Linked DNA regions of Zea mays: region 1 is linked to region 2. A link is a contact called in public Hi-C data. All regions are on one chromosome and are shown on one strand. Each heading gives the region's core, a stretch centred on a gene start, on an enhancer-like site or on the middle of the called end of the contact. The rest is flanking DNA. Distances are from core to core; before and after follow the strand shown.

Evidence for each region. Hi-C and Micro-C count contacts between places; a contact is called where the count stands out from the background.
Region 1: a Hi-C map of ear shows a contact between it and region 2, with 5 times the contacts expected there. The contact joins the promoter of LOC103627519 here to the promoter of LOC100281039 in region 2. A contact is called at or near these places in 3 of 25 Hi-C or Micro-C datasets (ear, endosperm and leaf).

Annotation. Positions count from the first base shown.
Region 1 is chr5:197,204,297-197,207,657 of Zm-B73-REFERENCE-NAM-5.0, forward strand. LOC103627519 (protein FAR1-RELATED SEQUENCE 5-like) reads right to left here and starts at 1,547. Exons shown (of 3, transcript XM_008647812.4): 1 at 1,306-1,547; 2 at 1-1,177. The coding sequence starts at 1,346. LOC100279420 reads left to right here and starts at 1,707. Exons shown (of 2, transcript XM_023300204.2): 1 at 1,707-3,361. The coding sequence starts at 1,765.
Region 2 is chr5:197,042,526-197,045,955 of Zm-B73-REFERENCE-NAM-5.0, forward strand. LOC100281039 (rho guanine nucleotide exchange factor) reads left to right here and starts at 1,289. Exons shown (of 5, transcript NM_001366160.1): 1 at 1,289-1,644; 2 at 2,766-2,843; 3 at 2,922-3,006. The coding sequence starts at 1,339.

The DNA of each region.
Region 1 (3,361 bases), core at 297-2,796, 160 kb after region 2:
ATAACATTCAGCCCATTTTTCTTTCAAATTGTAAATGTTGTCTAACCAAGTTTGCTTTTGTATCTTTGTCCTCAAGATGGCAAATTCTCTGTCAAATGTTTCCTGGTCCACATACTCAAACATGCATGCACTGAAATCAGCTAGAACATTTGAGCCTTTAGCTTTTTCTTGTTTAGGCAAATGTTTGATAGCATTTTGCATTATGTGAAAAGTGCACAATCCATGCCATGCCTCATGAAACACTAGTTCAACCGCCTTCCCCATTGCAAAATCTTGGTCTGTGTAGAACGTTTTTGGTTGTTTTCTATTATGTGCTTGTAGAAAGGTCTCAAAGAGCCACCGAAAAGACTCAAATGTTTCATCATACATTAGAGCAGCACCAAAAACTACTGTTTCTCTGAACTGGTTGAATCCAACAAAAACACCAAAAGGCCGACTCTCTCTATTTGTTCCAAAAGTAGTGTCAAAGGAAACAACATCACCAAAATGTATATAATCAGCAATCATTTTAGCATCAGCCCAAAATATGTTTGCAATCTTCTCCTCAATATCCATTTGTGTCGCATATTGAAATGATGGGTTCTCTGCTATTTTATCTTGAAAGTATTTGAGCATGCTTCCAGCTTGACCATATGCCATCTCTCGTTGTCGCTTTCCCCTCAAATAGTTTTTATGGTCACGTAGGGTATAACTCAGATTAAGCGGTCCACCCACTTGGCGACATGCTAATTCGTGTGATGCTTTAGGACCTATTCCTGAATCATCAGCAGCTTCAATTTCAAAGGCTTGCAATTCTGAAATTTTTCTTTGTGACACCATCAAGTGAAAAGTTTCTGGTGAGTGAAGGTCATGATTGTGTTCCAACTTTAGATCATAAACTTTATATCCATCCATCTCTTTATCCTTTGCAAGACCCATACGCACTTCACAATCCGTTCTTGTTTCAGCTCGTTGACATTTTACTTGATCACTCCTTTTGTCCTTTCCTCTATGACCTTCATTGGCACAAACAAATCTACATGATGTTATCTTTCCATCAATCTTACTTTTGTTTGCATAGTGCTTTCTAACATCAAAACCACTCTGACCATCGTATGCCAGCCAAAACTTCCAACCCTCTTCTGGATTTCTAAATTTCATGCCAACATGAGGAACTAAACAGGGCAAAACTTTCTCCCTGAAATTCATTAGTACTTTCGTCATTGTGTATACAAGGCAATAACTAAATTCCTTTGTGTTGTACGGCTACATCAAAAGTTCAGAAATCTAATGCTATGAGACACAAAATAAATAAATCTTACTCACGTGTAGGGTTTGTAGGGTTCTCCATTCACATCCTCTCCCATCTTCCCTTGAACTGGATGAATCGCTCGTTTGCCCTCGAAATTTGCTCTTTGTGCTGCATCAGCAAACGGTGTTGTGCTGGAGTGAATTTTTCCTTCGATATGTTGCTTTCCCGCTGCCTTTTTCTTCCATTGGCACTGACGGCGGCATGTCTAAAGAGGCTGCGTACTAGAGGAGTCAAATAACAATAGGAGAAATTATTGGGCCAGAATATGGGCTATAGGTACAAGTCTAGCAAAACATAGAGGCCGACAGGCGCACGGCACGTCGAGCGAGAGGGACGCCTGGCAACCGTTGGATTTGCGATGGACGAACGCACTGCAGCCTGCAGTACTGCAGATGATCTGGTTCCGTTTGCTTAGCCCCCCCCCCCCCCCCCCCCCCCCAGATTTCGCCGCGAGATTATATGGGATTCGGTAGATGAGGGCGGCGCTATTCGGTGCCCAGCGGAACGGGGCTGCGGACCCCATCGGAGGCGGAAAGACGCTGTTCTGGCCGGAGGGGAAGGCGAAGACGCTGTTGGAGCCGTGGTCCGTGCTGGACTGCACGCGGAGCCCCAGCAACTCAACGTCGACGCTGTCGTCGTCCCTGGGCAGCGGCGCTGAGGACTCGACCGGCGTGGCGGTGGTTTCGGACAGAAGCGCCGCCGCCGAAGCCACCAAATGGGGAGCCCCCGGCGAGCACGGCGGCGGCGGCGGGAAGGAGGACTGGGCCGGCGGCTGTGAGCTGCCGCCGATTCCCACCGGCCTCGACATGGGGGTCGTGGTCGCCGACAGCTGGGACGCCATGCTCGGCAACGCCGCTGCGGCGGCGCAGGACCAGACGTTCTTGAACTGGTTCATTGGGGCCGCCGGCGACTTGGATCAGTCAGGACCGCCGCTTCCCGTGCACCACCAGCCGCTCCTCGACAATGTGGGCTTCGGGTTCCCGGCAGCGGACCCTCTGGGTTTCACGCTCGATCCCCACCTCGGCGGCGTTGCCTCTGACATGTCGTCCCCTGGTGCGGTGTCGCAAACTACCAACAGTGGCGGCGGTGGCAACAAGGCGTCCTCGGCCTTCGGCCTCTTATCCCCGGAGTCTGCTTCCTTCCAGCCGCCGCCGCTTCCGGTGCTGTTCCATGAAGGCATCGACACAAAGCCCCCTCTTGATACGCAGTCGCCCGGCCTCCTCCACCAGTACCAGCACCAGCCGACCCCCGCCACAACCTTCCTCATGTCCATCCCCTCCTTCCCCAGCTACAATCAGCAGTCGCCACTCGTCCATCCACCGGCCAAACGTCATCAATCCATAGGAGGCGACCTCTATCTCGCCCGAACTCGGCTTCTGCCGCCGCCGCCGACGGGGCAAGGTCATGCCTTTCCACCACTAAATGGTCCTGCTCCATTCCAGCTCCAGCCTTCGCCGCCACTGCCCCACGGGGCAATGAAGAGGACGGCTGCGGAGGCGGCGCAGCAGCAGTTGCTGGACGAGCTGGCGGCGGCGGCAAAGGCCGCTGAAGCTGGCAATTCCATTGGCGCGCGAGCGATATTGGCGCGGCTCAATCACCAGCTTCCCCCGCTCGGGAAGCCGTTCCTCCGCTCCGCCTCCTACCTCAAGGAGGCCCTCCTCGCGCTCGCCGAAGGCCATCACGGCGGCTGCCACCTCAAATCACCGCTCGACGTTGCCCTCAAGCTCGCGGCGTACAAGACTTTCTCTGATCACTCGCCCGTGCTCCAGTTCACCAACTTCACCGCAACGCAGGCACTTCTTGACGAAATTGGTGGCAGCACGTCGTCCTGTATCCATGTCATCGATTTTGATCTTGGCGTTGGAGGCCAGTGGGCTTCTTTCTTGCAGGAACTTGCACACTGCCGTGGCGCAGGTGGCGCAGCTCTGCCGTTCGTTAAGCTCACTGCCTTTGTATCAGCTGCTTCCCACCATCCACTGGAGCTGTGTCTTGCGCGTGACAACATTGCACAGTTTGCTGTTGACCTTGGAATTCCCTTTGAGTTCAGTGCTATCAGTGCTGATATGATCA
Region 2 (3,430 bases), core at 39-2,538:
CTATCGCCTAGGAATCTAGGGGCCTTGCCTTAGTTGCCACATGCCTCAAAGTAGAAGGTCCATGCCCTAATGGCCTATCCATATCGTCATCGGCCACTCAAGGAGCTAGAAGCTGCAGTCCACCGTTGGCTACCTTAGAAGGTAGGGCATGTCCATAACGCTAGTGAAACAGAGAGGAAAGGGCCATACCTTGGTTGTCGTGTGCCTAGTAGAAGGATCCATGACCTTGCCATTGTTGCGAGTACGGGGATCCGCGAGGGGATTGGATGTGGGAGAAATGTCCCCCAATGTCATTTGTGGAGATGGGGACTAAGATGGCGGGGCATTTCTCAATGGGGAATTCCCATTGCTATCTCTACTCATGAAAACACGCCCTGGTTGCCAACTAGTTTTCATCATGTCTATAAAGATAGGACCCTTTTCCCAACAAATAGTTGAAGGCTATTGATGGCAAATTCGATACGAGACTAAGGAAATGGATGAAAAGTGAATACTTGTCTGCTGCGAAAAAACTAGTATTGATTAATTATCGGGTACATATGTTTATGCTATCTCTTTTGAAATACTTATTTTAGTATTTTAAGATACAATGTTTTGTTCCATAAGAGGAAATTGTTCTAGTTTTGTATTTCAATTTCAATTCAGCCTAGCTAAACAACAATTTAGACTAAGCTTTGCATCAACTTCTTTTCTAGCAAAAACATTTGAACACGATCAATAGATTAAGCTAGCATACAAGTATACACTAAGATGCCTGATTCCAAAAAAGAACATACTGATGTTGATTTAATCCTCGTGAATTTTTAGTCCATGAACACTGATCAGTCTTTTTTATCAGGCCCTTTTTTCATTCTTTTTTTAGAATCCAGGCCCTTTTTACATAATGGATTCAATTGGGCCCGGGTTTCGGTTTGACATTATCCCGTTAGACCAACTCCAGCAACACTCCCCATCCCACTCCGCATCCGCATTTTGCACGGTCTGAGGCACTATTGCGCTCTCCAGCAGGCTCCGCATCCGTCTCCGCAAAATAGACGCCGTGTCCGTGCACTCCCCATTTCCACGCTTTCTCTCTCCTCTCCGCAGCTCTCTGCGTGCGCGCGCGGCTGCTCGCGGGCCTCAGGTGTCATAGACTGCATGCGGAGTGGGATGGGGAGTGTTGCTGGAAACGGAGACGGATACGGAGAGGAGAGAGAATGTGTTGACCGCGCGTTTTAGGGATACGGAGAGGGAGTCTGCTGGAGTTGGTCTTAGAAAGTAGGTCGGCGTCGGCCTGCTTCCAGTTTACCGCAGCGGGGCGACTGACGCGCCTCCGACGACACGCCAGGTCCGGCATCCATGGGCGCCGCGGCGGCCGACCTCGAGGCGCGTCAGCTCCGCATCCTCGGCCGTATTTCTGACCTCGAGCTCGCCGCGCAGCAGCACCGCCTCGGGGCGCTCTCCATCTCCACCGCGCCCTCAGAGAAAGGCGAGGCCGACGCGGGGGCTACCGAGGTTCATCTCGCAGCCCTCCTGGCCGCGCGCGGCGTGCGGGACTTCGCCTTCCGTCGCGTTCCCGCCGACTACTACGACCGCTCCCTCGAGGAGCGGCGCGACCTGCTCCGAGCCGACTCAGTCGCCCAGCTCTGCAAGAGTATCGTCATGGTTTGGCTCGCCCCCTTTCCATTTCCTCGCGGCTGTTTCGTCGAGCACTAAGCATGCCGTCTGCCTAACTGTTAGGTTGACTACAATTACGTTAATTTAGCATTTTATAGTGATTTTTTGTGCGCATAGGATAGTTTGAATAGGATAATTTACTGATGATTGTTGCTATTGAATATTGAACAATTAATCATGTACTCTCTGAAGACTGCAAATAGTTATGTTGAATTTGTTTGTATAAATAGTATCATGGGCGCAATTGCTATGGTTTGTTGGTGGCTAAGTAAAGATCATGCGTTATGCGTTATGGAGTAGTACTGTGCTATCCTGTTGAAGATTCAAAATAAGTGCATAACTGCTGTTTCTCATTATTTCATTGCATGTAGGCTGATGGACAGCAGAGTTTGCTGTTTTATATGCTACTATGTTATGAGCTACGGCAAGTTGCAACGAAATTTGTTATGGCATTTCTATCTTATATCAGAGATAATCAGTGCCAAGTTTATCAGAAGCAGTTGTTTTTTCTCCGAAATAATTAACACTGTCTATAATGCGCTTAATCCTATATAGGATATTACCTAAATCAATTTCCCTTTATTTTTGGTGCAAGTAGCTGTGTTTGCTAATTTGTTGATCACATTTGATTGCTATATGGCATAGATAAGAGATAAAGACCACTATATGCGAGCACCTCAAAGTTTGAGTTGAAAATTTCCTGCTTTGAACATTAAGGAGAGAGGTTGACATGCTTGTGTGCTTCATCAGTTTCTTTTAGAATTTTTCACCCATTTAAAATATCTGTGCAACAGGAACTTTTTAAATCGCATTGGACTTATTTAAATTCTACAGTTCATTGAGAATCAGAGTTGTAATCTGAGCAATGGTGGAGCATCACTGCTTATCAGCTTAATTGGATTGTCTGAACACTAAACAAGTACTATTTTATCCTGGGAAGGACATGCATTGAAGCATAGAGCTACAGTTTTTTGATCCTACCTCAATTTTTTTTTCACGAACAATACACTAGAACCGCCTGTCATTTCACTAAGAAGATCCTGCCTCCAAATCTGATAATAATCTTTCTTTAACATTAGTTATGATGAATTATGTCCATCTTTTATTAGGTGAACACCCAAGCTGCTGCAGATGTTGTTGATTGCAGTAATCCAAAGAATTCAAAATACTATGTCGTTGTTGTTCAGGTAAGCTTTAATATATCAATCTACCATTTTAAATTTATATATCTCGTGTTTATATTGATGTAATGTATATTCCTGCAGTATATGGCACGGCTTAACGCTGAAAACATCAAGAACTTCCTGTATGAACTAAATGAGAAGCAAATACCGAAAAAGAGATTTAACAGTAAGATTCTTTTACAATGTATTTGAAATTCCCTTTTGAAGTCCCTCAGCTTTTTAAAAAATAGGCTGCATTCAGGTGGTGTATCTCATTTTATATGGCTGACTGCTGCTAGGGCAAGCACTTTTTCCTATGTGGATGATGGTCTCTACGTGGAGCTCCTTGATTCATATTTGGGGAATTCTTGTAAAAGGACGGACCCAGTGTTGTCATCATAAAAAAATAAGGAATGTACTAAATCATGTACAAACAGTGGCAGAGGGCACGTTATGGCCCACTATGGCTCGTGCCATGCCTAAATTGCACGTCCCAATCCAGCAGAAGTGAGGAACCCTAGGTGCCTCGGCATTGTATCACATCTCAGCCAGCCTCCGCCTCTGTGCCTCGCTCGTGCTCGCTGCCTTCGCATCCGCATCGCATTGGGTCC